Linked DNA regions of Mus musculus: all the other regions are linked to region 1. Evidence: chromatin contacts called from public promoter capture Hi-C data. All regions are on one chromosome and are shown on one strand. Each heading gives the region's core, a stretch centred on a gene start, on an enhancer-like site or on the middle of the called end of the contact. The rest is flanking DNA. Distances are from core to core; before and after follow the strand shown.

Region 1 (3,649 bases), core at 440-2,939:
TATGAATTGATTTGTCACCAGGAAAGTCACAAGCCTCCTTGAACCCCCCCCCCCCAAGTCGCCATGCTTGCCTTCTTCAGCACTAAAGTGTTCATCTCATTCCTTCAGTAGCAGAACTGGACAGTATTTTCATCACAAGAAGGCAGCACCCATCCCACCCCCAGCCAATCAACCCCTTACAGGAAGACAACGCACCAGCTTGGCCCCCTTCTTGCGGCCCAGGGGCAGTGCATAGTGGGACTCGTACCACTGTCGGTACGGCGTGCTGTCAATAAGCACGATGCAGTTCTTCACCAGGGTCTTGGTGCGGACAAGCTCGTTGTTGGATGCATTGTAGACAACATCAATGATCCTTGTTTTGCGAGTACAACCTGCATACAAAGAGAGATTCACAATCAGGGGCTGGGGCAGTTAATGTTTTTTTATTACTGAAATCTTTTTTTAACATTCTCTAGAAAGCACCTCTCATTGCAGGAGTTAAGAGATCAGAATATGGCAAAGAATTCTCCAACTACCTCAGGATCTTTCAGCAAGAACAAATTCAAATACTTCAACACCTACTTACACTCAGAGCCCCAGGAAAAGTTCCCCACATCCAATCTCAGGGCACGGTACTTCTTATTGCCTCCTCGAACTCGGACTGTGTGTATGCGGCGAGGGCCAATCTAGAGAACACAAGAAGGCCAGAACATGTGTCATCAAAACGAGTGGGGACTGGGAGAGGAACCCGAACCAGACGGAGGTAACAGTCAGTGTAACTATGACAAGTCCTTGCATTGGCAAGTGGTGTACAGGTGGCCAAGACGGCCATAACCACGCCTAAGGATACGTTTTCATCACCCTAGTTACCTCCAGAAAAAGCCAGACCCCCCCTAACACAGGAAGAACCCCAGTAAGGAACACACCAAGCTTGCAGCTCTCCCACTCCTAGGCTCCAGTAGACCCTAAGCTTGGAGATTAGGGTGCACAGACCCTGCACGTGGACACACTTCCATGTCCAGTCGCCAGCACCGAGAAACCTGAGCCTTACAAAGGTGATCACAGCCACTCGTGTTCCCCAGCAAACACGCTCTAGCGCAGGGGAAGGCAGCCTCTCCCAGTCGTCCTCCCCCCGACCCCCGCACGCACCTTCGTGTTGGCAGCGGGCCGTCCCAGCTCATACTTTCGCTTCTTGTGGTAGGGTTTTCGCTTACCCCCGGTCTTGCGGCGCTTGTGCCAGTTGTCCCGAGAGATGCCTGTGTGTGGGAGCGAGGACGCAAGCCTGAGCAACCGGGCCTCGCCGCCGGCCAATCAGCCCGCTCCCGAGCCCCGCGCTGCGCGGGCTGCCCGCACGCTCAGCTCTCCAAGGTTGGCTTCCCCACGACGCAGTCGGGAGTGTGCAGCATACCCAGGTGTCATCATCCGCGTGCGGCCCGGCCCGCGGCAGCCATGTTGGCCCGCTCGCAGCCCGGAGCCCCGGAGGCGGCCGCAGCGATCTCCACAGCCCTAGCCCACCGCAGGCCCTTGCCACGGCTGCCCGTGGCCCATGGTCGGGCCGAGCATGCGTCGGGAGGCAGGATGGAGACGGATGGAGCTCGCTCCCCCGCGGCCCGACCCGGCCCGCAGCAACACTCACCCATCGCTCGGCGCTGGCTGGAAAGAGGAAGCGCAAAGCTTCACGGTCCGGTTTCTAAAACTCAGCCCCGCCTTCTTTACGTCTCTTCCGGTTGCCGGGAAGGACCTGGGGCCGCGGCGAGCCTGGGACGCTGGCACAGGGGAGGGTCCTGCGGCGTGCGAACTCACGCGGACCCCGCCTCAAATCCCTTGACCTTGGGCGGTCTGGAGGGCGGGCTCCTTAAGCTGAGCTATAGGGCACACTTGCCTGCCTGTTGTGCTTACATTTTGTCCTTTAAATTTTTTTTTTTTTTTTTTTTTTTAAACCGGGCGTGGTGGCGCACGCCTTTAATCCCAGCACTCGGGAGACAGAGGCAGGCGAATTTCTGAGTTTGAGGCCAACCTGGTCTACAAAGTGAGTTCTAGGACAGCCAGGGCTATACAGAGAAACCCTTGTAAACTTGTAAAACCAAAAAAGAAAAAAGAGTAAAGGGCCCTAATTGGAAAAGTGAAGTAGTAGAAGCTCCAACGCTCTGTTCACAGGGGGACTTGACCCTGTATATGAACACACAAAATTCATGTGTATCTCTTACATGGCAGCAATTAGCAATCAAAAAGGAAATTAAAAACAGTTTTAGTTCTGGAAAGATTGGTACTGCAAACTGTGCTCAGGGTCTCTTCAAAAGCATCAAGTGCTTAGGTCGACTCACAGTTCCTGAAATTCCAATTCCAAAGTATCTGACAATCTGGTCTGGCCCAGTGGGTCAAACCTGAAATCCAGCACTGAGACAGAGAATTATCACCAGTTGAGGGCTAGCCTGAGCTAAAGAATGAGCTACTGCTCAGTGGGAGGAACAAGCGGCCGGCTGAGGAGAAACTGAGGCACTAGACACCCCTCCAAGTGAAATCAAAGCAGAGGACAGTGGGGCTCCGGCGTCAGACAAGATGAGAGCTCAGTCAGTACATTTTATTTCTTAAACTTAAACGTCGCCTTGAATGTCAGTGAACGTCTACTTTTAAAGGGACCTCTCACCTGACCGATTTCTTTTTGAATTTTAAACTTTAACTTCAAATGTTTTAAATTTTGATTCTGAGGTTTTTACTGCGTGTATCCGATTTTTTTTTTTTAAAGATTTATTTATTTAGTATATGTAAGTACACTGTAGCTGTCTTGAGACACTCCAGAAGAGGGCATCAGATTTCGTTACGGATGTTTGTGAGCCACCATGTGGTTGCTGGGATTTGAACTCCGGACCTTTGGAAGAGCAGTCGGCCCTCTTAACCACTGAGCCATCTCGCCAGCCCCCCCCCCCCCCACGATTTTACAGTTTTGAAGCGATTTTTTTGTTGTGTTTGTTTTTTTGGGGTTTTTTGTTTGTTTGTTTGTTTTGTTTTGTTTTTTTGAGACAGGGTTTCTCTGAATAGCCCTGGCTGTCCTGGAACTCACTTTGTAGACCAGGCTGGCCTCGAACTCAGAAATCTACCTGCCTCTGCCTCCCGAGTGCTGGATTAAAGGCGTGCACCACCACCGCCTGGCTTGAAGAGATTTTTAATTTTGTTTTAATATCATTTAATCATTTTAATATCATTTAAAAGTGTTCTTGAGCCAGGCCTGAAGGCACAAGCTTGTGATTTGCCTTCCAAGTGCTGGGATTAAAGCTGCATTACCACCCAGCTTTGTTTTTGTTTTTTTGAGGGTCTTACATGCTCACAGTAGCCCAGCCTAGCCTTGAACTCCTGGTAATCCTCCTGTGTCAGCCTTTCTGACTTGTGGAATTATAGGCGAGCTACCACATCTAGGTTTTCTGAATTGGCCTGACCTTGGGATTTGCCATAGTATCCCTCATAGCAGCAGCTGGGCCACTTCAGTGGTAGAGAGAATCTGCCACATGCAAGTCAGAGCCACCACCAATGTACCTAAGCTGGATTTGCAAGCTCTTGGCTCAGGAGACTGAAGGTTATGTACAAGAGACAGGTTTGTACTATAGGTGGAACAACAATATGAACTAACCAGTACCCCGGAGCTCTTGGTTCTAGCTGCATATGTATCAAAAGA
Region 2 (3,649 bases), core at 851-3,350, 980 kb after region 1:
CCCATAGGACAAAGGTGTTTCTCTAACCCACCATTGGATTGCTTTTGTTTACAACAGGGTCACTAGGCTAGCCTCAAGCTCACAGTGTAGTTAGAGATGACCTTGAACTTCTTCTTTTTTTTTTTCCAACATTCAAAGCTTTTTTTATTAAGAGTAAGATCCAGGGTTAGTTTTTGTAGCCTCAGCTGGCCCTTCGGCCTCTGGCACGCTCAAACTTCCGGCCTTTGGAACGAACATAGGGTTTGGTATCCTCCTGTGACGCCATGCCTGGTTTTACAAGGTGCAGAGGATCACATAGGGCTCCTTGCATGCTAGACAAGGACCCTACCAACTGAACTACATCCCCAGCCCCCAACTTGTCTTTTGTACAACCTCATCTCCCTTTCTTCTGCTGCTAAGAAAGCCCTGGAACCACACACAGCATCGAGTCCTCCTCTGCCATCTTCCGCATCCTGGATTTTCACTGGCTCACTTCCTCTCCAGGTAGCCTTTCCACTCTTTGTGGCTCAACTCAAAAAACTTCAGTTCCGCCATGAAATCTTCCTTAAACACACTCCCGTCTCCTCTTGGAATTCTAGAGGCCACACCCTGAGTTTCTCATCTGTGTGTGCTTCACTTCCACATCCTACAGAGGTCCAGAGAACAATCTCCATAATTTAATTGTCCAAGTTCCCCTCAAGTCTACACCTTGCACAAAACATAACACGGATTCAGTAGGCGCTTGACTGTGTGAGCAAGCTCACTAGTCTCTAGGAACACACTTGCTTTGCTTCATCATTAATAACTTGTTAGGAGACACAGACATCAGATTAGCGAAATGGAGCAACCAACACCACTTTATATTTCAAAATGTCTGTTATTTTAGGAGACTATATGAAACTCCCATCTGGTCATAAGGTTTTACTCCAATTTTTAATCCTCCAATCTTTCTTCTTTTCCTTTCTTCAGTCTTTTGAGACTGGGTCTTGCTATGTGGCTCTTGTTGACACGGTTTTATTATTCTATGTAGCCCAGGCTGGCCTCTGAAGCAATCCTCCTGCTTCAGCTTCTGAGTGCTATTACAGGTGTGCACCTACTACCCCGGGATCCAATTCCTCTGAGTCTTTAATTGAAAGTTTAGGGACACAAGTGGAATTGTCATGATGTCTACTGTGCTACATGTCAGGAACCTAACTCTAACTCGTGGCTTTTCCTTCCTTCTCAGCCCATTATCTATAGTGCTAATAATTCAAAGGACCTCAGAGAAATGTGTTAAGCACTCTTTGCTTTCTGGGATAGCAGCCGGCTCCCTTCATCGGTCACTCCCTAGGTTAATTACAGTGACTCAGTTTTACCACCTCCCCGTACTCTAGAGAAACAGACAAAAATTAAATTTATTGAGGAATCATAAAAATGGGTGCTACTGTAAAAAGGAGTCTAAACACATCTGTGGGACATCCGCCTAACCAAATCTACCGTCCTCACTAAGCTTTTCTCTCGCAAACAAGACCACTGAGAAGACAATGAGGAAGCACTCCAGAAGAAAGGGTAGCGAGAAGACGTACTTTGATAAACTGACCCGGTCGCTCCGAGGAGGATCTGGCCCCGGGGAAGGCAGAGATGACAACCGCTACTCTTGGTGACTCCCGCTAGGCTTTCCCCGGACTTTCTTGCGCTTGTCCCACAGCGGGTCCCGGGTGACCGTGACCCTCCTTTGCGCTCAGACTCGCGCGCCTGGGACACTGCACACAGGTGACCTCGGCGCGCTCGGCCCGGCTCGCGCGGCCCTCTGGCAGGCCTGGCCCCCACCCGGGCCCGGGCTTTGGTCCCCAGCGCGGCTCGGGCCGGTCTGGCCGGGGGAGGGGCGCGGCGGCCGAGAGCTGCTTCGGGGACGCAGGGCAGGCCTTACCGCAGCAGAGAGGGAGGCCGGGGGCGGGTGGCGCCAGGGCGCACGCAGAGCGCGGAGGCAATTGCAGCGCGAATAGCGGGGACAGCCGAGGGGACCCCAGAGGGAGCCCAGGACGCGGCAAGCTGCACGGGCGCCGCCATGGTGGGGACGCAGCGGCGGGACCACCAATCCTGCGGTCCGCCTCGGCGGCCGCGCCGGGGGTCGGGCATCAGCAGCCAATGGGAGCACCGGAACCGGGCGGGGCGCCAGGCAGGCCAATGCGAGGCTTCGCCGCAGGGTTGGGCGGGCCCGGACCCCGGAGACCCAATGGAAGCCAGAGGCCGAATCCATCCCCTCCCCATCCCCGGGCTATAGCTGGGGCTTGGGAGGAGCGCTGCGTGGAGCTGCGGTGCGTGGGGCTGCCCGGCTGCGGTCAGGTTTCCTCTGCTTCCCAGAGGAAGTCTTCTGTCCCTACTTCACCACTCTGCTGTCAGCCCCTGACGCTGGTGGTAACCTCTAGAACGCCTTCTGAAGCCCTATCCAATCCCGTGAGGGTAAGAGGCCTGCTAAGTTCAGGCGTGACCTCGAAGAAAGGTCGCAGATAGGCCACAAAGCCACCCCACATACCCAGTTCAGGAGGTCGCGCCCTCATTCTGCAGCGGAGTGCATTATCCTAAGGCAGAATTTAATACAGAATTTTCCCAAAGAGGAGGTGGGGACATAACTTGGCACTCTCAGATGCCAATCTTATACAAGGTATACAAGACATAAGTTTCTGCTTTGGCAAAAAGCTGAAGTGCAGTCTTTGGCTGTGGTGGGTCATGAACCCAGACTAGACTACACTGGCCAGGAAGTGCCTAAGGCAGACCCAACTTTGAAGTTGAGCAAGTTTAAAGCCCCAGGCCATCCCCAGCACCAGAAAAAAAAAAAAAAACAAAAACAAAACCACAGGCCAGTTTTATGAGACTTGGGAAAGTCCCATAGCTTTTTATGAACTGGGAATTTTCTTATAATAGGCCAAAAATATTTTTGAATGGTTGACTTAACTAATCATGGTAGTGGTGGTACGTACTTAACTACTCTCTAAACTGAAGCAGGATTAAACATTCAACAACTTTGTGGGTCTCAGTATCTTTGGGTTTTGTTTTGGTTTATTTTGTTTTTGTTTTAGTGTCTGCATGAATGTATGTCCCAGTGCCTGTGTATCCCAGAAGGCCTCATAGCCCCTGGAACTAGAGTTACAGACAGTTGCAAGCCACCAAGTGGACAGTGACAACTGAACCTGGGTTCCCCAGAAAAGTATTCTTAAGGGCTAAACTATCTCTCCATCCCACAGTGGGCTCTTCTTAGGGACAAAAAAGTAGAGAGGGCTGTCGGGTATAGCTTGGCAGTAGTACGTTTGCCTCAAACATTCAAAGGCTTGAATTCAATCCTCAACTCCCATAGAGCTGGGATTACACCAGGCACGAGATTATCCGGTCCTTTAGCAAGGCTGAGGTAATGAGACTCATGGGGAGGAACTACGGGTGCCTGAGGAAGTTAAGTTTTCCTCTCTTCCACGAACGCTCAGCCCCAGCCATTTTCCCCTGAAAATCCCCGAGTGAAGAACAGAGGGGCAACCTTCTTTCCTTGGCTCCAAGGATTTAGCTGTGAAAAAACATCTGTGAAACTCTTCTCTCTTTCCCCAGAGCCAATACTAAGTAGCAGCTCCCAGGCTACAGGGGTACCGAGCACATCATCTAGCACCGGGGCACAAAGCTCAGGCCAGCTGGAATACGGAGG
Region 3 (3,649 bases), core at 753-3,252, 770 kb after region 1:
ACTGAAAGATGAGTTAGTTATCCTTTGGGGTATTCCTCCTTCCACTCCAGTCTCTCGAAGCGACCCAGGAGGTTGGAGTAGCTAGAGTCAACTCAGCAGCGGTAGCTGCGATGGAGAACCTTGCTCTCTGTGTTAGGTGCTTGGCAGGACCTGTTCCTTCGCGATGCCACAAGGTCAATCAATGGCTCACTTCTCCAGATGGGCAAACAAAGCTCAGCTGAGCTCAGAGATCGTCTAAGGCCTCAGGGGGGAGACTCACACAGCTGTGGTCCTGTCTTCTAAGACCCTTCTGCTCTGTACTTCAGGGCTGAAGGTACCAGGGTGGTTGGAGAAAGTAGTAACTTGAGTTCCTTCCACTCCATGCTCAGCGTTCACTCCATACCTTGGGGGAGGAAGCAGAGCCCTGAAGAATTTGAGTGTCAGTTGGTCACTTGGATTATCTGATGACTTGCAATCTTCTTTCTGGACCCAGTGTCACCTGAATTCTCTCTTATGCCCACAGATGTCTCCCAAGAGCTTGCCTATTATCTGGGGAAGCGATGGTCCTTCTGAAAACACAGGGCCTGGACCATGGCTTCCTGTGGCCACCAGGGGGCAGAGCTTGTCAAGCCTGCGGATTTAAGGGGAGGGGGCTTTTGCACACGCTCTGCACATTTAGGTCTGAGCCATTGCCAGAAGGACCAGCTAGTCCTTCACACCAACCTGGTCTCAGAGGGCTGAACCACTCCGAGATCCGGCCCAAGCCTGGACCATCTGCCTCCTGTGGATCTGGCCCCCTAGCCTTGCTCCTAGGAGTTTCCCCCATAAACCATCCTTCCTGACCCCAGCCCGCACCTCCAGTCTTTGTGAACCACTGCTCTTGGACCCCTAGAACTTTTAAGAATTCTCATTAGTTAGTCTCTTCTTGGGTCCCAGATGTAACCCTCCATCCTTTTGCTGGCACACAGAATACATGGAGAGGGGGAGCGACATATGATGACTCCAGGATAAGACACACACCTCCCAGGCCTTTATCTAGTTCCTCCAGAGCTAGGCGTGTGCCCGTTGGCTAACTAGATTAAAATCCCTAGAGACCAGACTGGCTACTATTCTCTCAGATGGAGGGAAAGTCAGACAAGGCAGCCCTGGGATATCTGCGCTAGGGGGAGCCTAGGAGCAAGTCCCTCGAGGACAGCTCTGACCAATTTCTCCTTTCTTACCATTTGGGATATTTGGTCCTCCAGCCCTTGCCACCCCTATCCACCAGCCCTATACTCACCAAAGGGGTCCTGGTCCGTGTCCTTCTAGGCGCCTCTCCTGGGACCAGTGCTGGGCTTTCCCCCGAAGCTCAAGTGGATCATGCCCAGAGTTGTGCACCTGGCAGCGCCTCTTTTAGTTAAAAGTGGGGCCTTGGCAGCCGGTCTGTGCCCTGTGGCGGCAGCGGGAGCCTCACATTACAGCCAGCCAGGAGGGTTAACACAGTCCAAGAAGCTAGCGACAAGAACTGGAGGGGCTGGGAGGGGCAAAGAGCTGCGCTGAGGGCCCAGAAGAGAGAGGCTGAGAGAAAAGTGGGGAGGAAGACCTTTCTGCCCTTTCTCCTGCCCTTTGAGCGTCCATCAAGGGGATGGGCAAGAAGGCTGGCTTACCTTGGGTGCAGGGCTCCAAGCCCCAGTCGCAGCGAGGGCTGGGGCCCGAGGGACTTGTTGCTGGCAGAGCCCGCGGGCCGCATCTGGGGGCCGAGCCCAACTCCATCCCTCAGCAGCCTCCTGCCCGCCGCCGTCCGGTGTCAAATTCCAGCCCCGGCGTCACCAGATCCCGGGGTGGGGCCCAGAGCGCCCCCGCCCCGCCCCACCTTTCAGGGCTCACCTGGCCGCTCCACCCTCCGGATCCGGTCCCCGCTGGCTAGGCTAGGTCCCTCTAGGTGGGGGCTAGACATTTGGAGAAGACCCCAGGAGGCAGAGTAGAGATCGCGGGCTGCAGCGAGACGCTGAAACTGGGAATTCGAAGTTGGTAGTCAAGCAAAGTAGGGAACTGGGAGGCCTGGCCGAGGGCGGGAGAGCGCGAGGGAGGGCGGCGAAGGAGGGGCAGCCTGAAGGAGAGTTCCAACTTGGGCTGCGCAGACATGGGGGTTCTGGCTAGCTACTCTGTATCCTCAAGTGGTGACTCCGGGACCCTCAGAAGGTTCAGCTGCCTCGGAGCGACAGGGCTCTGCGTTGGGCTCCCACGGTCCAAGGATACCCTGTTTGCTCAGTTTTAGGGTCGGGGCCTCAGAGGGACTCGCGCACATCCAGTGAAGGCAGTGAATGATTGTGTGTGTGTTGGGGGTGGGGGGTGGGTGCGACCAGGGATGAAGAATCAGAGGACCTCAGAGTATTGAACTGGAGTCTGAGATGCGATGAGGCAATTTGGCAGGTGTCTGGAGGTTGGTTGATGGCCATGATCAGAATTGTTCTACCAACTAGTCTGGAGTTCATCACGAAGATGCTGGAAACTACTGACCTAGTCTGAGTGTGGTCATTTTCGTTGAATGCCTGCACTGGAGAGAGTGTGGTTTTGAGACAAGCAAGACAGAAGAGGGATGCAGGCTGCTGGGGACAATAAGATAAACCCTGAGCAGGGTTGTGGGGAGTTGGGGGTTCCAGGACCCAATCCCCTACATTCCTTTTTGCCTGATTGGACAAAGTGAGGTGGTAAAATTCTAGGAACTGGCTTTCCCTAGGAGAGGGTCAGATGTGGGGTTGGCGGTTGGGGGAGGGGGACATGTGAAACCAGTGTTGGACATGCTGAATTAGAAGGGTCTGTGGACTCTCCTGCTAGAAATGCCCCAGAAGCAGCTAAATTTGTAGCCGGGAGTAAAGTGAAGGCAGTTGGGCTAATGATGACAACTTGGTATTTGCCAACCAATACGTGCAAAAACAGATGCTGAGAGTGGGGAAGGGTACCCAGTGCATGGACCCGATGTGCCCTGATCATGTACCAGCACCTCTGTGGACCTTGAAGAACTACCCATGGGGCTGGAGAGACAGCTCAGTGGGTAAGAGCACTGAACTGCTCTCCCCAAGGTCCTTAGTTCAATTCCCAGCAACCACATGGTGGCTCACAACCATCTGTAATGGGATCTGATGCCCTCTTCTGGTGTATCTGAAGAGAGCAATGGTGTACTCATATATATATATAATAAATCTTAAAAGGAGAAGGAGGAGGAGGGGGAGGGGGAGGGGGAGGAGGAGAAGGAGGAGGAGGAGGAGGAGAAAGAATGGAAGAAAGGAAGAAAAGAACTACCCACATCTACCCACATCTGGGCCACATCCCAATCTGAATCAGACACTTGGGGTGGGCAGGTACATAGTTCCAGGTTTTCACCTGTGATTTTGGCACATAGCCAGGGTTCCTAACCACTGATTTTTTTGTTTGTTTGTTTTGTTTTGTTTTTTTTTTTTTTGAGACAGGGGTTTCTCTGTATAGTCCTGCCTGTCCTGGAACTCACTTTGTAGACCAGGCTGGCCTCGAACTCAGAAATCCACCTGCCTCTGCTGGATTAAAGTTGTGCGCCACCACATCCGGCCCCTAACCACTGATTTTGAGAGAGCAGTTTTGTGCAGTGCTTGAGGCTGAAGTCTGTGAGGGTTATCCTCAGACTCCACAAGGCTGCATGGGGTGAGGCACATAG
Region 4 (3,649 bases), core at 331-2,830, 530 kb after region 1:
TGAAGGGCCAAGGGAAGCCACTAAAACCCACAGGAGATCCAGAAAAGGGCGGAATGCAACAGGCAGAAGAAACCCACAAGCAGCACTTGACCTAGAACCGAGTGGGTAACTGAGGCTGGGACTGAGCACATCTGGAGCCAGCCCTGGGAGACTGGAGAACTCAGCAAGTGGCTCAGCTTTGCTCTGTTAGCAGCTCACCTTATTGAACCTGGCAAAAGGGTAGTCCTTGCCCTCCTCCGCCGCTCGTCGCCAGTGGAAAAACATAGCGCCGTCCTTTCGAGCTGGGTTAGTAAAAGGCATCCATTTCCAAGGGCGAACCTTCTTGGACCCCAGTTTCGCCTTCACTGTCCGATACCCCTGACCAGTGTCACTGGGCAGCAGTGGGGGTGCATCCCTGGCAGTGGAGGTGAAAGGTTAGAAGCAGGTGTGTGAAGAACCTCTAAAGCCATGAAGCTCAGTCTACCCCAGAATAAGGAAGTCATGTCCTGGAGCAAGACACTGAGCTGTCCTGCAGGAGGAGCCCTAGTTGGGGATACTGGCGTGGGGGAAAGTAGAAGAGAAAATAGGGACATAGGGCTATGCCTGGTGAGCTAGGGGAAACACGGAGGACTTGGGATTCCAATACTTGCTTTTTGTCAGAGTAAAGCAAAGCATAGACCTCCCGATGCATGCCCTCAGGCCTCTTGAAGGTCAGCGTCTCTGAGGACTTCTTGGACTTTTTCTGGGAAGAAAACCACAGGGAAAAAATGATGGCCCAGACCCACCCTTCCTTGAAGTTTTTACCCAGCCCAACCTGAACAAACAAATGCTGAACTAAAGTCCCGGGAACCCACTCATGGGAGCGTCTCTACACCGTCTGCACAGGTTTCCTCTCCCCGCTCGCGTCTGAGTTATCAGGGAAGAAAGTCCTTCCCTCACCTCAAGACTGTCACAATGTCTTGCTCTCTCTTCCCAACAACTTACAAGTGTCAGGTTCCCTCGGTCCTCTCGTCCGTTGGCGGTTTCCCCGCTCTCTTGGTCCCCACCTCCCAGTGTCCCCTCTTCGTTACATTAAGGGTGGCATGCTCTTGTTCCATTGTAGCTCTCCTTTTATTATCACTTCCACCATCTCTCTTCTGGTAACACCCCTTCCCATCCCTTCGCCAACACCTTCACCCACACTTCAGCCCGCTCAAATGCCCCTGCTACCTTGTCCGGGTTGATAATATCCTTTTTGCTGATGGTCCCAGAGGCGGCATCTCCCTCTGGACCCCCGAGTTCTAGAATGTCTCGTACATCTGCGCCCGTAGCCATCACGCCCGAGGGATGAGGTAGTACCCCGACGTCAAGGGTCGGTACCTGCAGAAAGACTGTGCTACCGTTAAGGGGGCGGTGTCCCTGCAACTCCCGCTCCAAGTGGGGGCAGGGTGAAGAGGCCAGCGCCAGAATGGTCCACACCAGGTTTGGGTGCTGCCTCGTTCTCCGCCTCCCCGCGCAGGTGTCCCTTACGGTCACACTGTCCTCCCTGCCTCGCCATCCCCGGGGAGCCACACCTGAGTCCCCCCAGCTGTAGCCCACTCCTCAAATTACCTCTCTCTGAAGACCCACGGATAGGAACTTCCGGCTGTGCGTCGTAGAAACGCAACCCTTAGAAACACTTCCGGTCGGTGCTTAGACAAACAGGAGCCGGCTAGCAACCCAGTGTGCAAGCTACCGGGCAGGCTGAGTCGCTCGCCTGGAATTCCTGCTGTGCTCCCAGGAATCCGCGCGAGGCGATGCGGGGCTTGCTTTTGACATTTACCTTCTATTTCTCTACATTGTGTCCCGGGCAATGAAAAGAAAACCTGAAGAGAACTCTGTGACATTGAAAAGTCACTTATTTTCTCAAAACCTATTTCAAAACACTTAATTTGTTTACAAAATGAAAATTGTAACAGCTCCTGCTTAAGTGAAATACCAATAACCCATGTAAAACAATGGCACAGTGCCTGGAACATTATTTTTTTTCTTAATTAACTGGATTAATGATAGTAATTGCCTCTGCTCATTCAGTGCCTCTCTATATTACCAGGCATTGCCATTGTGCTAAACTTTCAAAGCAGAGCTAAACTAGCTTCTCCAGCTGCCAAGAGAGTAAAATAGAAGCTCTCTCTCTCTCTCTCTCTCTCTCTCTCTCTCTCTCTCTCTCTCTCTCTCTCTCTCTCTCCCTTCCTCCCTCCCTCCCTCCCTCCCTCTCTGCCTCCTCCTTCCTATCCCTTTTCTTTCCCCACCACCCAGGGTGGCCTCTTAACTCACAGCGATCCCCCTGCCTCTCAAGTGCTGGGATTACAGGAATGTGCCACCAGGTCAGGCTCTTAACTTCTTTATTTAATTTACAATTCCCCTAAAATGAGTTGTGAATCTTGACTCTTTTTTTTTTGGGGGGGGGGGCAGTGTAATGTACAACACACACACACACACACACACACACACTGTACTGTCAACACACAAACTAGAGTTATCTGATAGATGAAAACCTTAACTGAGAAACTGCCTTTAAGATCCAGCTGTAAGGCATCTTCTTATTGAGTGGTCAGTGGGGATGGCCCAGCCCATTGTGGGCGGTGTTATTCCTTAGCTAGTAGTCCTGGGTTCTATAAAAGGCTGAGCAAGCCAGGAGAAGCAAGCCTGTAAACAATACCTCTCCATAGCTTCTGCATCAGCTCCTGCCTCCAGGATCGTACCCTGTTTGAATTCCTGTCCTGAATTCCTTTGGTGATAAATAGCAATGTGGCAGTATAAGCCAAATAAACCCTTTCCTCCCCAACTTGCTTTTGGTCATGGTGTTTCATGGAAGCAATAGTAATACACACACATACCACGCCACATGTCTATGTACTTAGGTTGTCAATATGTAGGAATGACTAGAAGCCCTTATCTTGTTTTCACAAGGGAGTATGTCATTTCAACTGCTTTAACAGCTATCAGTCTATTTACTCTTGACTCCCATATTAGTAGTCGCTATCTCCTGCCCCCCTCCAAGTACGGCCTAAAAGAAAAAATGACAAGGGGCTGGAGAAATGGTTCAGTGGTTAAGGGCACTACTGCTCTTCCAGAGGTTCTAAGTTCAATTCGCAGCACCCACATGGTGACTCACAACCATCTGTAATGGGATCTGATGCCTTCTTCTGGTGTGTCTGAAGAGGGCAACAGTGTACTCACATAAAATAAAGGAAGAAAGAGAAAGGAAGGGAGGAAGGGAGGAAGGAAGGAAGAAAGAAAGTTGAAAAGAAAAAGAAAAATGACAGACAATATTAAGTGTTGGTGAGGATGTGGAGTAACAGAAATCTAACACATTGCTGGTGGTAGTTAAATAATTATAACCACCTAGAAACACTGTTTGATTCTGTCTACTAAAATTAAACATACAGAGACTTCCTGTCACAGAAACTCTACTCCTGGGTGTATTCTGTATACTAGTAAATATAGTCTGATGAAGATAATTGCTTATGTTCATCAAAAGATATAAATAATAAACAAGGGCTTGAGAGAAGACTTGGTGATTAAGAGCATTTGCTGCTTTTCTGGAGGACCTGGGTTCTGTTCCCAGCACCCATATGGTGGCTTTCAATTATCTGCAACTTGGGCTGGGCACGGTGGCACACACACCTTTAATCCCAGCACTCCCTAT

What was found. Promoter capture Hi-C pulls out the DNA fragments that hold promoters and counts their contacts.
Region 2: a contact with region 1 is called in a promoter capture Hi-C map of liver. The contact joins the promoter of St3gal3 here to the promoter of Rps8 in region 1. A contact is called at or near these places in 11 of 39 promoter capture datasets (the 3T3-L1 cell line, the C10 cell line, the HPC-7 cell line and 6 more).
Region 3: a promoter capture Hi-C map of liver shows a contact between it and region 1, with 2.4 times the contacts expected there. The contact joins the promoter of Artn here to the promoter of Rps8 in region 1. A contact is called at or near these places in 6 of 39 promoter capture datasets (erythroid cells, hippocampal neurons, liver and 2 more).
Region 4: a promoter capture Hi-C map of embryonic stem cells shows a contact between it and region 1, with 2.1 times the contacts expected there. The contact joins the promoter of Dmap1 here to the promoter of Rps8 in region 1. A contact is called at or near these places in 5 of 39 promoter capture datasets (the HPC-7 cell line, embryonic stem cells, hippocampal neurons and 2 more), 3 of 484 Hi-C or Micro-C datasets (cerebellum, embryonic stem cells and palatal mesenchyme) and 2 of 115 datasets of contacts at active chromatin or transcription factors (bone marrow-derived macrophages and embryonic stem cells).

Annotation. Positions count from the first base shown.
Region 1 is chr4:117,154,443-117,158,091 of GRCm38.p6, forward strand. It overlaps Rps8 (ribosomal protein S8), which reads right to left and starts at 1,690. Exons shown (of 6, transcript NM_009098.2): 1 at 1,616-1,690; 2 at 1,129-1,235; 3 at 566-665; 4 at 196-371. The coding sequence starts at 1,619. It overlaps Snord55 (small nucleolar RNA, C/D box 55), which reads right to left and starts at 1,406; the gene lies at 1,329-1,406. It overlaps LOC115490046 (a small nucleolar RNA gene), which reads right to left and starts at 847; the gene lies at 744-847. Snord38a (small nucleolar RNA, C/D box 38A) reads right to left here and starts at 132; the gene lies at 74-132.
Region 2 is chr4:118,132,846-118,136,494 of GRCm38.p6, forward strand. St3gal3 (ST3 beta-galactoside alpha-2,3-sialyltransferase 3) reads right to left here and starts at 2,101. Exons shown (of 12, transcript NM_009176.5): 1 at 1,545-2,101.
Region 3 is chr4:117,927,761-117,931,409 of GRCm38.p6, forward strand. Artn (artemin) reads right to left here and starts at 2,003. Exons shown (of 5, transcript NM_009711.4): 1 at 1,626-2,003; 2 at 1,259-1,492; 3 at 1-382.
Region 4 is chr4:117,680,645-117,684,293 of GRCm38.p6, forward strand. Dmap1 (DNA methyltransferase 1-associated protein 1) reads right to left here and starts at 1,581. Exons shown (of 11, transcript NM_023178.2): 1 at 1,570-1,581; 2 at 1,189-1,338; 3 at 630-721; 4 at 199-394. The coding sequence starts at 1,293.